Linked DNA regions of Macaca mulatta: region 2 is linked to region 1. The links are chromatin contacts, called in public Hi-C maps. All regions are on one chromosome and are shown on one strand. Each heading gives the region's core, a stretch centred on a gene start, on an enhancer-like site or on the middle of the called end of the contact. The rest is flanking DNA. Distances are from core to core; before and after follow the strand shown.

Region 1 (5,865 bases), core at 86-2,585:
GAGTTCTCCCCGCACCAGGTGCACTAATTTAGACAGAAATGTCTGGAGCTGTGATAGGAGAGAGAGCCAAAGTCTTTGGGTCTCGGGACCCCCGGGGAGTCCCGAGCGCAGCTCCGCTGGGCAAGGCTAGGTGTGGAGATGCGCGGAGCCAAGAGGGGACGCCAAAGCCGGTTCCCACGACGCGCAGCGGGTGGGAGTTAGGGCCTGGCCTGGGCGGGCGCCCCCTCCTGCGCGCCCTCTCCAAATCGCCGGCCGACGGACTCCGCCGCCCGCGCTCCCCGCTGCGGCAGGGACACTCGCGGTAACTTCCGCCTCTCTCACCGTCTCCACCTAGCCTCGTCTTTCTCAGTCCCTCCATCAGTCCCTCGGCGCGACGGCCGCCGATCGAGGTCTCTGGGTCTCCCTGTCTAAGGCGTCGGTCGCCTTTATTGTTTCGGCGGCTTCTGCTTTCTCCCCATACGCGCGTCCTCGGCTCTGTCTCTCCCGCTTCAGCTCCCCTCTCGGGAGCTTTGTCTCGGTTTCTGCCACCCTCGGTCTCCCGCGTACCCCCTCCCCTCCATCCCTGCGTCTCAGTCTCTCTTGGCAGACGTCGGTCCCCCTCATTGTCCCCGCGCCTCTGGAGCTCCTCTCGGAGCCTCTCTGCCTCTCCGCCTCTCTGGGGCTTTTCCAGCTCTCGCGCGGATCGCCCAGGCCTGGCAAACCCCCACCCAGGCCAAGTAACAATGAAAACCCCGTGAGACCCAAACGCCCTAGCCTTCCCTGCAGGAATGGGATCCTCCCCACGCAGGTCCCCACGCCGTCCCCTGGGGGACCCTGGGACCCCCTCCCCCCAGGGTTGTGGAGAGAGCGCAGCTGCGACTACACTGCGCAAAAGGCGGGGGTGGGGGGCGCAAATCAAAAAGCAAACTTTGCCGCGGGTGAGGACCCCCAGCTGCAGCTAGAAGCCGCCACGCCCCCGGGGTGACCCAGCCGGGGATCGGGCTTAGGAGGACGCGTTCCTGGAACCCGCTTCAGCCGGACCCGCAGTGCGGGATCCCCCAATTCTGCAGGAGGGGATTCCGTCGGGTCTGAACCGGTTCCAGCGGGTGGGAGACCTCCGCAACCCTTGTTCAGGCCGCCGCGCGGGAAAAAGGGGATGTCAGGGAAGGGGGCCGAGAACTCACCCCGCTTGCTCCGGCCGATCTGGCCCAGCTTGGGCGGCCGCTTGTTCTGCCCGGCGCCGAAGAAGTTGTTGGTGTCCTGCAGGCGGCAGGAGAAGATCTGGCCCACGTCGCCGCCGTCGCCGTAGGGGCTCAGCTTCTCGTCGCCGTAGGGCAGCACCTCCGACATGGTCGCGTCCGGGGGCTCCGCCGCGGCGCCTCCTCCGCCCGCGTCCCCGCCCGCGGCGGACAGGGTCAGCGGCGCTGGGGCCGGGGGCGGCCGGCCGGGGACGGCCCGCGGGCTGCTGCGGCGGTGGCGCCGGCGAGAGGCCGGGGGACGCCGCTAGGGCAAGAGCGCGGCACCCGCGCGAGCGGCCCGGAGAGCGCCCGCGGCTGCGCTGCGCTGCGCTCCGGCTCCGCGCGCGAGTGGCTGCTGCTCCGCCAGAGGCGAGCAGGACTCACATCCTCGGCGCGCTGGGGCTCTGGGCGGGGGCCGGGCCGGGCGGGGCCGCGAGCCGGGAGGGAGGAGGCGTCCCTGCGAGCCCAGAGGGCGCGGGACCGAGGAGGGCGCACCCCGGGAGCCGGGCGGGCCGGTCCTGCGGCGAGTGCGGGCGGCGGCGCCGGTTCGGGGAGGCAGACTGGGAGCTGCGAGCCGCGGGGCTGCGAGGGGCGGAGGGGGAGGGGAGGGAGAGAGGAGGGAGGGCACCGGGGGAGGAAACCCAGAGGGAGGGTGGGGGAGAGAAACCGAGAGGGAGACGGGGAGAAAAACAGGGACTGAAAGACAGGGAGGCAGGGGAAACGGTGGAAGGAGACAGAGGAGAGGGGGAGAGGAAGGAGAGGAGGAGAAAGAAGAAAAGGTGGTGGGGGACGAGCTAGAACGGAGAGACAGGGGAAAGATGAGAGGAGGAGGGAAAGGATCGGGAGGGAGAGGAAGAGGGTCGGAGAGGGAAGGAAGGGAGAAAGACAGAGGGGGGAGAGGGAGGCAGGGATAGAGGAGGCAGCGAGCTGCGAGGAGAAATGCCGGCCGCGGCGCCGAGGCGAGGCGCGGGGAGGAGGGCGGGAGGAGGCGGGGAGGAGGGGACCCGCGGGCCTCGGGGAGAGATCCCTGCGAGCGGAGCGACGTCACGGGGCCGCGCCGGCCGGCCCGGGCAGCCGCTAGCTTCCTGCCCCCGCCCCCAGCCCCCGCCGTCCCGCTCGCGGGTGTTTACGGGGCCCGGAGCTGGTGCGCGCCCGCCCCGCAGCCGGCTCTGCATCCTGAGGGGACCTCGGGGGGAGTGGGGGTTGCGGGAGCCGGAAGGGGAGCGGACCCACGACGCACACGCGGGGAAGGGCGGAAGCATGCTGACCTCCCTGGGGGCAGATGCTGCGGGGCAAAGATCGGAGGGCTCCAGGGCGACCCACGAACACAGCCTCCCCCGCCAGCTGCAAACCAGGGAGCCCCTCCTCCCCACCGCACTTGCTACCCAATTCAGACCCCGAGGGCCCAGCCACTGGGGCCTCACACTCTTCTCCCGCCCTGGCTCAGTCCGACCTGGAAGGCCTCACTCCCCACCGCCCCCGCCCAACGGCGCTGGACTCCGGCTCCCGCGGGGCCTCCAGGAGGAGGAGGGGGAGAGAGAAGGGGCAGCCCCGCCTCCCGCAGGAGAAGGGAGCGCCTCATTACGCCGGGCTCGCCCGGGATGCCTGGCTCCCGGCGTCCTCTGCCTCCGCTGGGGACGTCCCGGGCCTGCCGCCCTCTGCCCTCGGGGGCCTCCCTTCCAGCAACAGCCGTGCGCCCTGTGGAGAGACTACGGCCTCTGAGATGAGAAGCGGGCTTCTCGATGCCGGGAGGGAGACTGGGGCAGCCCCAGAGGCCTGGGAGGCGCATCTGCCAAGCAGATGGTAACTCCGAGGGGGCAAGGTGCATGAGGAGCGCTCATTATCTTCGCCGGAGCCAACAGCACCTGCCCTCCGCTGGAGACCGTCTTTACTTAGCAGAGCCGCCTGACCACGGGGAGGGGCAATGACCCCAAGGTCATGCCAGCTGCTGGAGGCAGGGCTGGGAAACACATCCAGGTGGCCCAGGTGTATCTCACCTGGCTCATCCTGCTGCCCTGCAAGGGGTCCCATCAACAGTGAAAGGAGCTCTCCCCTCCCATCTAGAACGCCGGCGGGTGGGAGCTGGAGGCAGAAGGGGGAGGTTTTTTCCTGGTATAACATCTGGTGGAGGGGGGAGTCAGTCCAGCCCCCTCTCCAAACTGTGTAAAAGGATTGGCTGGCCTCGGGAAGCCAGATCCCATGCGGGGAGGAGGAAGGGAGCAGAGAAAACGGAGACTGAAGCTATGTGGCAGGTGGAATAAAGATGTCCCTTGGGTTTAGGTCTGGGTTTGAATCCCAGCCCCGTGGTTTGCTGACTGTGCGACCCTGAGCGGGTCATCTCTCTTCTCTGAGCTTCCATGGTCTCAGCTGTCCGATGGGTATATGGTTAGCTACTACCTGTGTACCCTGAAGGACAGTTATGAAAACAAAAATAAAATCAGGCTCTGATGCCTGGCTGAGAGTGGATGTGCAATAGACTTTTGAGAGATGACTTAATGAGTGAGAAAGAACGGTAGCACTTCATTCGCACCATTTCAGGACCACAGGAGCTGGGAGAATCCTTAGAGATGAGCGGGGCCTAGCCCTCATTTCCATATGGGGAAACGGAAGCCCAGAGGGCCAGGGGCTAACCCCAAATCCCACAGCTTGTCTACGACAGAAGCCTCAGGTCCCCAGACTGACCTTGTTCCTCTCCACAAGCCACCTGGCTCATTCATTAGGGCTTTCCCGAGTGACTGCTTTGAGGTTAGCGCCAAGGCGAAGTGTTAAGAGAGAAAACAAGAGCATAACAAGCAGGATGATAAAGTTCCAAGAAGCGCTGACATTTGTCTCCTGCTTTCTTATTTTCCCCCAAAGCATTTTCACATCTATTATTGACCTTGCTTCTCAAAATAAATACCTTTTGAGGTAGAAAGAGGAGACGTTGCATCCCTGTTTAACTGACGTAGCAGAAAGAGGATAAGTGACTTGCCCAAGGTCACAGCCTAGCGATAGAGCCAGGAGAAGCCACTGTGGCCAGCCCTGATTCCGTAGGGGACTCCCTGCAGTGCAGGGCTGGGACCACCCCATTCATCTCACATCCACCTGGCTCCTTCCTTGCTGCTGAGAAGCACAAAGCAATTTACACGCGGAGCACCTAGGACAGTCCCACTGCACAGAAGGTAAGCAGAACGACTTAGTGAGGGCTGACGAATCCCTGCGCGCACAGCAAGTGAGAGCAAGAAGAGAAGTCCCTTTTCCACCCCATCTGTTTTTATGTTTACCTTGCCTTGTTCCAAATAAGGTTAAAGGTGACAGCATCCCACTTTCCCAACTCAGTACCCACCCCCTTCAGGAAGCACACGCGCCTCCCAGCACATGGCACTTGACAGCTTGAAAAGCATCTCCATGACTATTTGCTCATTAATTGCCCAGCTTCGGAAGCCAAGAGGCTGGCTCTGAACCAGAGGCCCAGAGCTGTGTTGAAGAGGCCAGACCCAGGTGACGGAACCTAATGAGGCAGGAATGAAGACTTCTCTCCCCACCTCCCCACAAGGAAGCCTGACAGTACATGGTCTGGGGCAGTAGTCTAGGATGAAGAGCCCACTGAGGCAGTCAAGTTCAAAGCCCTGGTTGGGCGCGGTGGCTCACGCCTATAATCCCTCCTACTTTGGGAGGCTGAGGCAGTCGGATTGCTTGAGTCTAGGAGTTCAAGACCAGCCTGGGCAACATAGCAAGACCCTCATCTCTACAAAAAATTTAAAAATGAATGGACATGGTGGGGCACGCTTGTGGTCCCACCTACTTGGAAGGCTGATCGGGGAGGATTGTTTGAGCCAGGGATGTTGAGGCTGCATGAGCCATGATTGCACCACTGCATCCCAGCATGGGCAACACAGTGAGATGCCATCTCAAAAAAAAAAAAAAAAAAAAAGTTCAAAGCCCTGCTCTGTCATTTCCTAGGTCTGTAATCCTTTCACTCTCGTGCCTAAGTTTTTTCATCTGTCAAATGGGCATAAAAATCATTATTACTTGGTGGTTATTGGGGGAAAGAGAGCATACACACACCACGCCTAGCAGAGTCCGTCCTCAATAAAGGTGGTTGTTATTATTTGCTATGGGCTGTCTTTGTGGCTTTGAGAAAGCTGCCTCTGACTCTACATCACCCAATGGGAAACCTGGAGAAGATCACATCTTTTCAGTGGCAAAACCGGTTTTCCCAAATCCAAAGTAGATAAAACCTGATTGAAGAAAAGGGCGGGGGGTGTCCCAGGGCCTTACTCCAACCTCCCCCTGAAACTTCATCTGAAACTCCTTCACCAAATCCCGGGACTCTAGAAATAAGAACCACAGGACCAGGCCATTTCCATGGGGCCTTTCAGCACAGACATTCCAGGATTGAAAATACGTATTTGATAGTCCAGACTGGGCACCAAGCCCCACACTCAAGCAGGTGGGATAAGAAAGGGGAAGGTCAGCCCCAGCAGCACCCAGCACAGAAGAGAGGCTCAGCACACATCAGTCTCCCCTTGATCTAATCTTCTCCCTCCAATCCAGACAGGGAAACTGAAGCACAGGCAGCGACATCAGACAGTGATGACAAGACGTAGGGAAGAACATGGCTGTGGTACAGCCCAGTCCAGGCCTCTGTGCCTGCCTTCTGGGGTCC
Region 2 (6,555 bases), core at 509-3,008, 120 kb before region 1:
CTCCCCAGATATACCCCCTTAACTTTGGATTTCCCAGCCTCCATAACTGTAAGAAATAAATTCCTTTTCTTTATAAATTACCTAGCTTCAGTTATTCTGTTATATGCAACAGAAAATGGACTAATACAGGTAATGTCTTCAAAAGAGCCACCGTGAAAACGTATGTGTTACACATAGAGGTGAGGGCTAGAGATAAGTGACGGCAGAGGCGCCATGCACACAAACTAGATACTTAGGATGGTGGAGGTGGGGCCCTAGGGCAGCAGGGAACCCTAGATGGAAGGGGAGCAAGATCTGGAAACAGGCTGGAAGAACAGGTGGGGCCCGCAGAAGACAAATCCTGCTGCCCTCTCCAATTGGTAGTAAAACCCAGATCCCTGGATACTGCAATAAGATGGGGGGATGGGCTGTCCACGGCTCCCAGGAATCATTCAGCGAAGGCACAGCTCACTACAGGTGCACAGATTATGTGCCCCTAGGCAAGTCCCTTCGCCTCTCTGGGCCTCAGTTTCCCTGTCTGTTAAAAGAGGGAGGTAAACTGGATAACTCCTAAGGTTCCCTCCAGCTCTGAGGCTGTATGTTAAATATCTTGCTTCCAGACCTGAGAGCATTCAAGGATGAGAGGGTGAAGGAGACTGCCTCCACCCCGCCCTTGCTTGCTGTGAGGTTGTGTCTGCTTTCCTGGAGACATGGACTCTTCCTCAGGCCAAAAAGCCCAGCTTTCAGGTGGCAGAGTCCAGCATGGGTGCACCTGGTCCAGGGATGGAGAAACGAGCTCAGGAACCCAAACAGCCACCTTGAGCCTCCAGTAACCACCAACCAGGCAGAGCATCCAGATTCAGTGCCAGAAGTTCCCACAGCCACCAGGACAACTTCCCTCCAGGCTTTGGGACAGGAAGAAATTACAACCACCATCAATCAGAAGTTTGGCCTTGGGTAGCAAATCATGCATGAGCTTCTGGGCTGACCTCTCTGGCCAGCCAGCATCTGCCTCTCACTAGCTGGGCAAGTGACTTTACCTCTCAGGGCCTTCGTTTGCCCATCCAGAAAATCACCGTGCCTACCTCACTCATGTTCACACCAAGAAATGTGCTTGGCCCAGTGTGGCTCAGCAGAGGGTCCCAGGAGGCCCCTGCACAGCTGGCTTTGAATCCATCTTTATGGAGTGGGGTGGGAGGGGCAGGGCACAGTTCCCTGGATTTTATTAAGCTGTGATTCTCAGCCCAGAGAACTTTCAGGGTGACACCAGCAAGGCCTAGGAGTTGGCAGACACTACACACAGTACCAATAATAAAATTAAATGAATCAGTGTTCTCAAGTTAGCCCCTTTCCTAACCACAACGACTGCCTAGAGTGGGGCAGTACTAATGCATGGGGCGTGGGTGGTCCCGGCAACAGGGGTGAGGGGTGAGGGCCTCCACCAGGCAGGAGGCAGAAGCCAGCGTGGCAGGCTCCCGCTCCCTTCTGGGTCTTTCCAGCCTCCAGCTGGCTTCTGGCTTTGCCGGACTATATCTTATGTCCCTCTTCATCTGCTTCTCCGTCCCAATAGGTCGCCCACCCCTGGCTTTGTCCCGCCTCTCCACGCTCCTCCAGGGAGGGTCTCTCAGTCTGTTTTCCCCCTGCCCTCACCCCTCCTTCCTCCAACGAGCACCCTCCCCAACCTCCTCCTACAAACCCCGCAAAGCCACAGCTGTCCTTAACCCAAAATCCTGCCAATTATCCTGCCAATTAAACCGCTCCCTCCGGCTCTGGCTGCGGCTGCTGACGTCGGGAGATCCGGGCGAGGCGAGGCCGCCGCCTACGCGGGTGGGGTTGGGAGAGGCGACGCCCCCCTCCCCGGGCCCCGCGGCCGTCGGTCAGTCCGCCGGCGGCCACACGAGCCGGCACCAGACCCAAGCGCCACCCGTCGGTCCTCGCTCCCGCCGGGCCTCGCATTCCTGGTCCCCCACCTTCTGCCCAGATCCTGCCCACGCTGCCCGCACCAGCCCTAGGTCCCAAGGTCCCCACCCTGAGCGAAGATCCCGCCTGGGCTCCCCGCATCTTCCCTTGGTCCCACGGTCCCCAACTTGGCGCCAAGACCCCGCCTGGGCTCCCAGCATTGCCCCTCGTGCTCGGGGCCGCCCGCCCCACGCCAAGTCAGCAAATGTAGCCCAGGCTCTGCCTCTCGCGCTGCAGCTCCGCGACCCCCACTCCGAGTTCCCCGCGTCCCAGCGTCCCCCGTGCGCTCCCAGCACCCTCCGCGCCCCGACCGCGCACGCCCCGCGGACGCCGCGCCGCGACCCCGCTGGGTCCCCCGCCCTCCCGGCAGCCTCCGCGCCCTCGGTCCTCGGTTTCCCCGCTCCGAGCGTCGCTGGCTCTGCCTTCACAAAGGCGTCGCCGTGGGAACCGGGAGGGGGCACATTAAGAGCAATTAGCCTGCGCACACTTGGCAGCGATACCTTAATAAATAATAGTCTGAAAGTCATGTAAATAAATATTAGAGCGCATTACGAGGGCAGGAGGCGCGGCACGGGGCCCGCGAGCTGGGGGCGAGACACCGCCGCCGCTGGGGATTGACACGTGCAGGCGGGGACCCGAGATCCCCGCGCCCGGGCGGCCTGCGACCCGCTGCCAGGGGCCCGGCAGTTAGGGGTGGAGGGAGAGGCCCGGGGAAGGAGCCCCAGGGAGACAGAGAAGGCCACAGAAGGAAATAGGGAGAGGGGATGGGGGAGAGAGAGAAGGAGGGAGTTGGGGAAGAGAGAGAGAGATGGAGGGTGTGAGGACGAAGGGTGTGAGGACGCAGCAGGGAAGTGGAAGAAGCAAAATTTGGTCCCCTAGGGCTCTGGGAGATTCCTCCCTTCTCCTGGCCAGGCTTCTTTTCCTTGGCCCGGGCTGTCCTTCTCCTCTGCCTTTCTGAATGCCCCTTCCCAGTCTCCTTTGCTGGTCCCCCCTACATCTCCCCAGCCTCACCGCTGGAGGCACCGGGCTCAGACCTTGAATCTCGTGGCTCCTAGCCTCATTCATTCACTAGATGAGCACAGCCCGCCTAGATGCTTCCCAGTCATCCACGTGTCAAGGGCTCCCACCTGCAGACCTCCAGCCAGATCCATCTCCTCTGACCCACAGGCTGACAGGTCCCTTGGACGTGGGACCTCAACTGGCCGGACACTGAACCCCTGCCCTCCCCTCTAGAACCTGTTTCACCCATGCTGTGCCCCAGCTCAGGAAACGGCTCCAGTTTTCCACTTGTGGAGGAAAAACCTTCGTGCCATTCTTGACACCTCTCTCTGACACCTCCTATGTAGCCCCTCAGAGGGTCCTGCCATGTCCACCTTGAAGGTGTTTCCAGATTCCTCCCACTGCCATCTGCTCCGCGTTGCCGCTTAGCCCAAGCCCCACCCTCTCTCACTGGGACTGCGGCTACAGCTCCTCCTCCCTGGGCTCCTGCCCCCCTTAACCTCCACCATCCCTGTGGACAGAGTGGAGGCTATAAAAGTACAAGTCATCCGAGTAGCTCGGACTACAGGCGCGTGCCACGACGCCCGGCTAATTTTTTGTATTTTTAGTAGAGACGAGGTTTCACCATGTTAGCCAGGATGGTCTCGATCTCCTGACCTTGTGATCTGACCGCCTCAGCCTCCCAAAGTCCTGGGATTACAGGCGTGAGCCACTGCGTCCGGCCAAGGCAGGAGAATCGCTTGAACCTGGGAGGCGGAGGTTGCAGTGAGCTGAGATCCCACCACTGTGCTCCAGCCTGGGCGACAGAGTGAGACTCCGATTCAAAGAACAAAAGAAAGAAAGTGCTCACCTCTCTGCTCAGAAGTTTCCTTCAGAGGAAAAGCCAAAGTTTTTAAACTCCCCCACCAGGCTCTACTATCTGCCCTCCACCCCTTCCTGGCAGCTCCGACCTCCTCACCCACCTCTCTCCCCCTCGCTTCTCTGCTCCAGCCACCAGGACACCCTCCCTGCTCCTCAAATGTGCCAGACCTGCTTGCACCTTCAGGTTTTGGCACTGGCTGGCCCCTTTTCCTGGAACATTCCCCAGCTGTCATCCTAGTTTAGCCTATCTCCTTCCAAGTCTTTGTTCAAATGCCCCATTCTCCATTTGGCCATCCTATTAAAACTGAATTTCTCCTCCAGCCCAAGAAAACCTCCTCCTTGACATTCCGCTTTCTATTCCTTCATAGAACTCAACCGTTTCTAATACCCTGCATCATTTACTGATTTTGTTCATTCTCTGTCTCTCCCAAGTAGACAGTAAGCTCCATGAAAGCACGGATTTTTGCCATTTTTTCCCTTCACTGTTGTATCCCCAGTACTAGAAATAGAGCCAGGAACATAAAAGAGATTCAGTAAATATTTGAAGGAAGAAAAGAAAGTGGATAGGAGGCTGGAGGGAAGGAAGGGGGAAAGGAGGAGAGAAAGAGAGCCCGGAAGGAGGGAATGGCTTGGGCACAGGCAGGGCAGCCTGGGCAACCATCACTGGGAAGGGAGTACTTGGAAGGACCCTGCCTGCTTGGAGCTTGGGGTAGCCCCAGGGCTGGCATTTGTGAGCGATTCCTTCACCAGCCAGTACCCAGGCTGAAGGGGCTCCAGGTTGGGGATCTCAGATGCAGCAGCCCCACCCCAGCCAACACCTCCGCCCCCAAACCCACGGAAGGGAGCACCAGCTCCACCTCAGGCCCCAGCTGGGTGTTGGGCGCCAGTGCTAAGGGCGGCACTGCATGGGTAGGCCCCTGGTAACAGCCACAGTAATTACTGGTTGTATGCGATTAGGGGATAATTAGGCTTAATAAGTCCAAAAGTAATTACCACACAGGCTGCTTGTTGCTTTGGAAAACAGGGGCCCCCAGTGAGTGGGTGCCAGATAATTGAGAAGGGGGAGAGTGGGCATTATGGGCATCGGGGTGCTGGGCCATTTCTCCGGCAGATGCCCGAGTCCTCCCTGCCTCATCCCCACCAGGGGCTTGCTCACCTCCAGTGATGAGGAGCTCACTGTTGCGCAGATAGCTCCTTGCATCACTGGAAGTCTGCGTATACAATTTTGCATACAATTTAGGCTATTACTATTCCTGACAATAGTGTAGCCTCTTCACTTTCTTACTCAACATCTCAGCATGTGAATAAACACAGACCTAAAGCATCGTTCATAAAAGAAGCAAAGTGTATCCTAATAGGTATCACCACGGATAGTCCTATTGACTCACCACAACACCGATGAGGTGCTTCTTGTTAGTGCCACTGAGTTCCTAACTCTTTAGCTGTACTGCTGCTACTTGGGGGCCCCACAGAACCAATCCAATCCACTTTTCCAGAAATGAATCCATGTCTCCTTGAATCTTTCTTTCTTTAGACAGAAGCCAGTGGCTGGACACATTGCACCCTGCCAAGGAAGTCTTGTGGTGCAATGAAAAGGGCGCCCTGATCCTGCTGCCAACTAACCTTATGTCCTTGGGCAAAGTCGCTTGACCCCTTTGGGCCTCCATCTTCTTGTCTGTGCAAAGGGGGCAGGGGCACCCCAGCTTTGCTCCCTCAGGCCAACCCTAAGACCCAAGCAGCCCCAGGTCCATACTGGCCAAGGGCTTCCATGCTAGAGGCTGGGGGAAATTCAGTGACCTTTTCAACCCTGGAATGGTTTCCTTTCTTTCTCACTGGACTGCCCTTTAGAGTTACCTTGGGAAAAGGCCTGAGAAAGAGCAGTGATCAATGCTCTGATCTGAACATACATCCCTGCCCTTCCATGACCTCAGACATCTGCCTTCATCTTCATTCTTAGAACTCAATTTCTACTCCATCAGGGGAGTGGAAGTTTGCAGGGCTCCAAGAGTATCACAATAAGATGTAAATAATTTCTAAAGTTTGCCATCATCACTTGGGTAGAGATCCATTTGTATGACTGTAATGAGCTACGATGGTTTATAGGATGACACTTTATATCCGTTTTCTTACTTGATCTCTACCTCAATCCTGTTGAGGCATGTGTAGTGCTGTCTGTATTTTACACATTAGGCAACTGAGGCCCAGTAACTGGGAAAGAAAAAAAAAACTTGTCCAAAGTCAGATGGCTAGCAAAAAGCAGAGCCAGGATTTGAACCCAGGTCCGGTGCCAAATCTTGTGCTTGTAACCACTACCGTATACTTCCTTGTGGCCTGAGAGCTACCTGCTCTAGCATCTGGGACATCAGATAAGAGGATGAGACAGGATGCAACGGTAGAATCCACCCTCCTCCCCAGTATTAGAGCCCAGGGGCCTCATCACAGGCTAATGAAGGTCTCTGGCCCCATCTCGCCAGCATCTTTCTTGGCAGGACGCTCAATGTAACTCTTTCTCCATCAAGGAGTATTTTCTTGAGGATCCCAGGGGGAAAGAGAAGTGCCTGAAAGAACAAATACCACAACAGAAGCTTCTCATCTCTGCCTGGAGCAGTGCAACATGGAGACAGAACACACGAACATAATTAAGACCATTCTAGCCCTGTAAACCACAAGGCCTGCAGGCCAAAAGAAGGAATGGAGTGAGAATAGCCTCATTTAGCTCCTGTGGACTCCAGAGGACCACAAATATGGATTCACTAG

The links. A called contact is a pair of places that touch in the nucleus more often than the background predicts.
Region 2: a contact with region 1 is called in a Hi-C map of fetal cortex germinal zone, with 4 times the contacts expected there. The contact joins the enhancer-like site here to the promoter of CAMK2N1 in region 1. A contact is called at or near these places in 4 of 14 Hi-C or Micro-C datasets (fetal cortex germinal zone, fetal cortical plate, fibroblasts and 1 more).

Annotation. Positions count from the first base shown.
Region 1 is chr1:220,482,896-220,488,760 of T2T-MMU8v2.0, reverse strand. It overlaps CAMK2N1 (calcium/calmodulin dependent protein kinase II inhibitor 1), which reads right to left and starts at 1,335. Exons shown (of 2, transcript NM_001260527.1): 1 at 1,164-1,335. The coding sequence starts at 1,329.
Region 2 is chr1:220,603,599-220,610,153 of T2T-MMU8v2.0, reverse strand. No RefSeq gene overlaps it. Among named protein-coding and RNA genes, the nearest start is that of VWA5B1, 77 kb to the left of the region's middle. Within about 2 kb of position 1,758, at least 6 of the 40 cell types and tissues checked have an H3K27ac peak or open chromatin away from gene starts, as enhancers often do. A contact at or near this core is called in fetal cortex germinal zone, where this site is marked.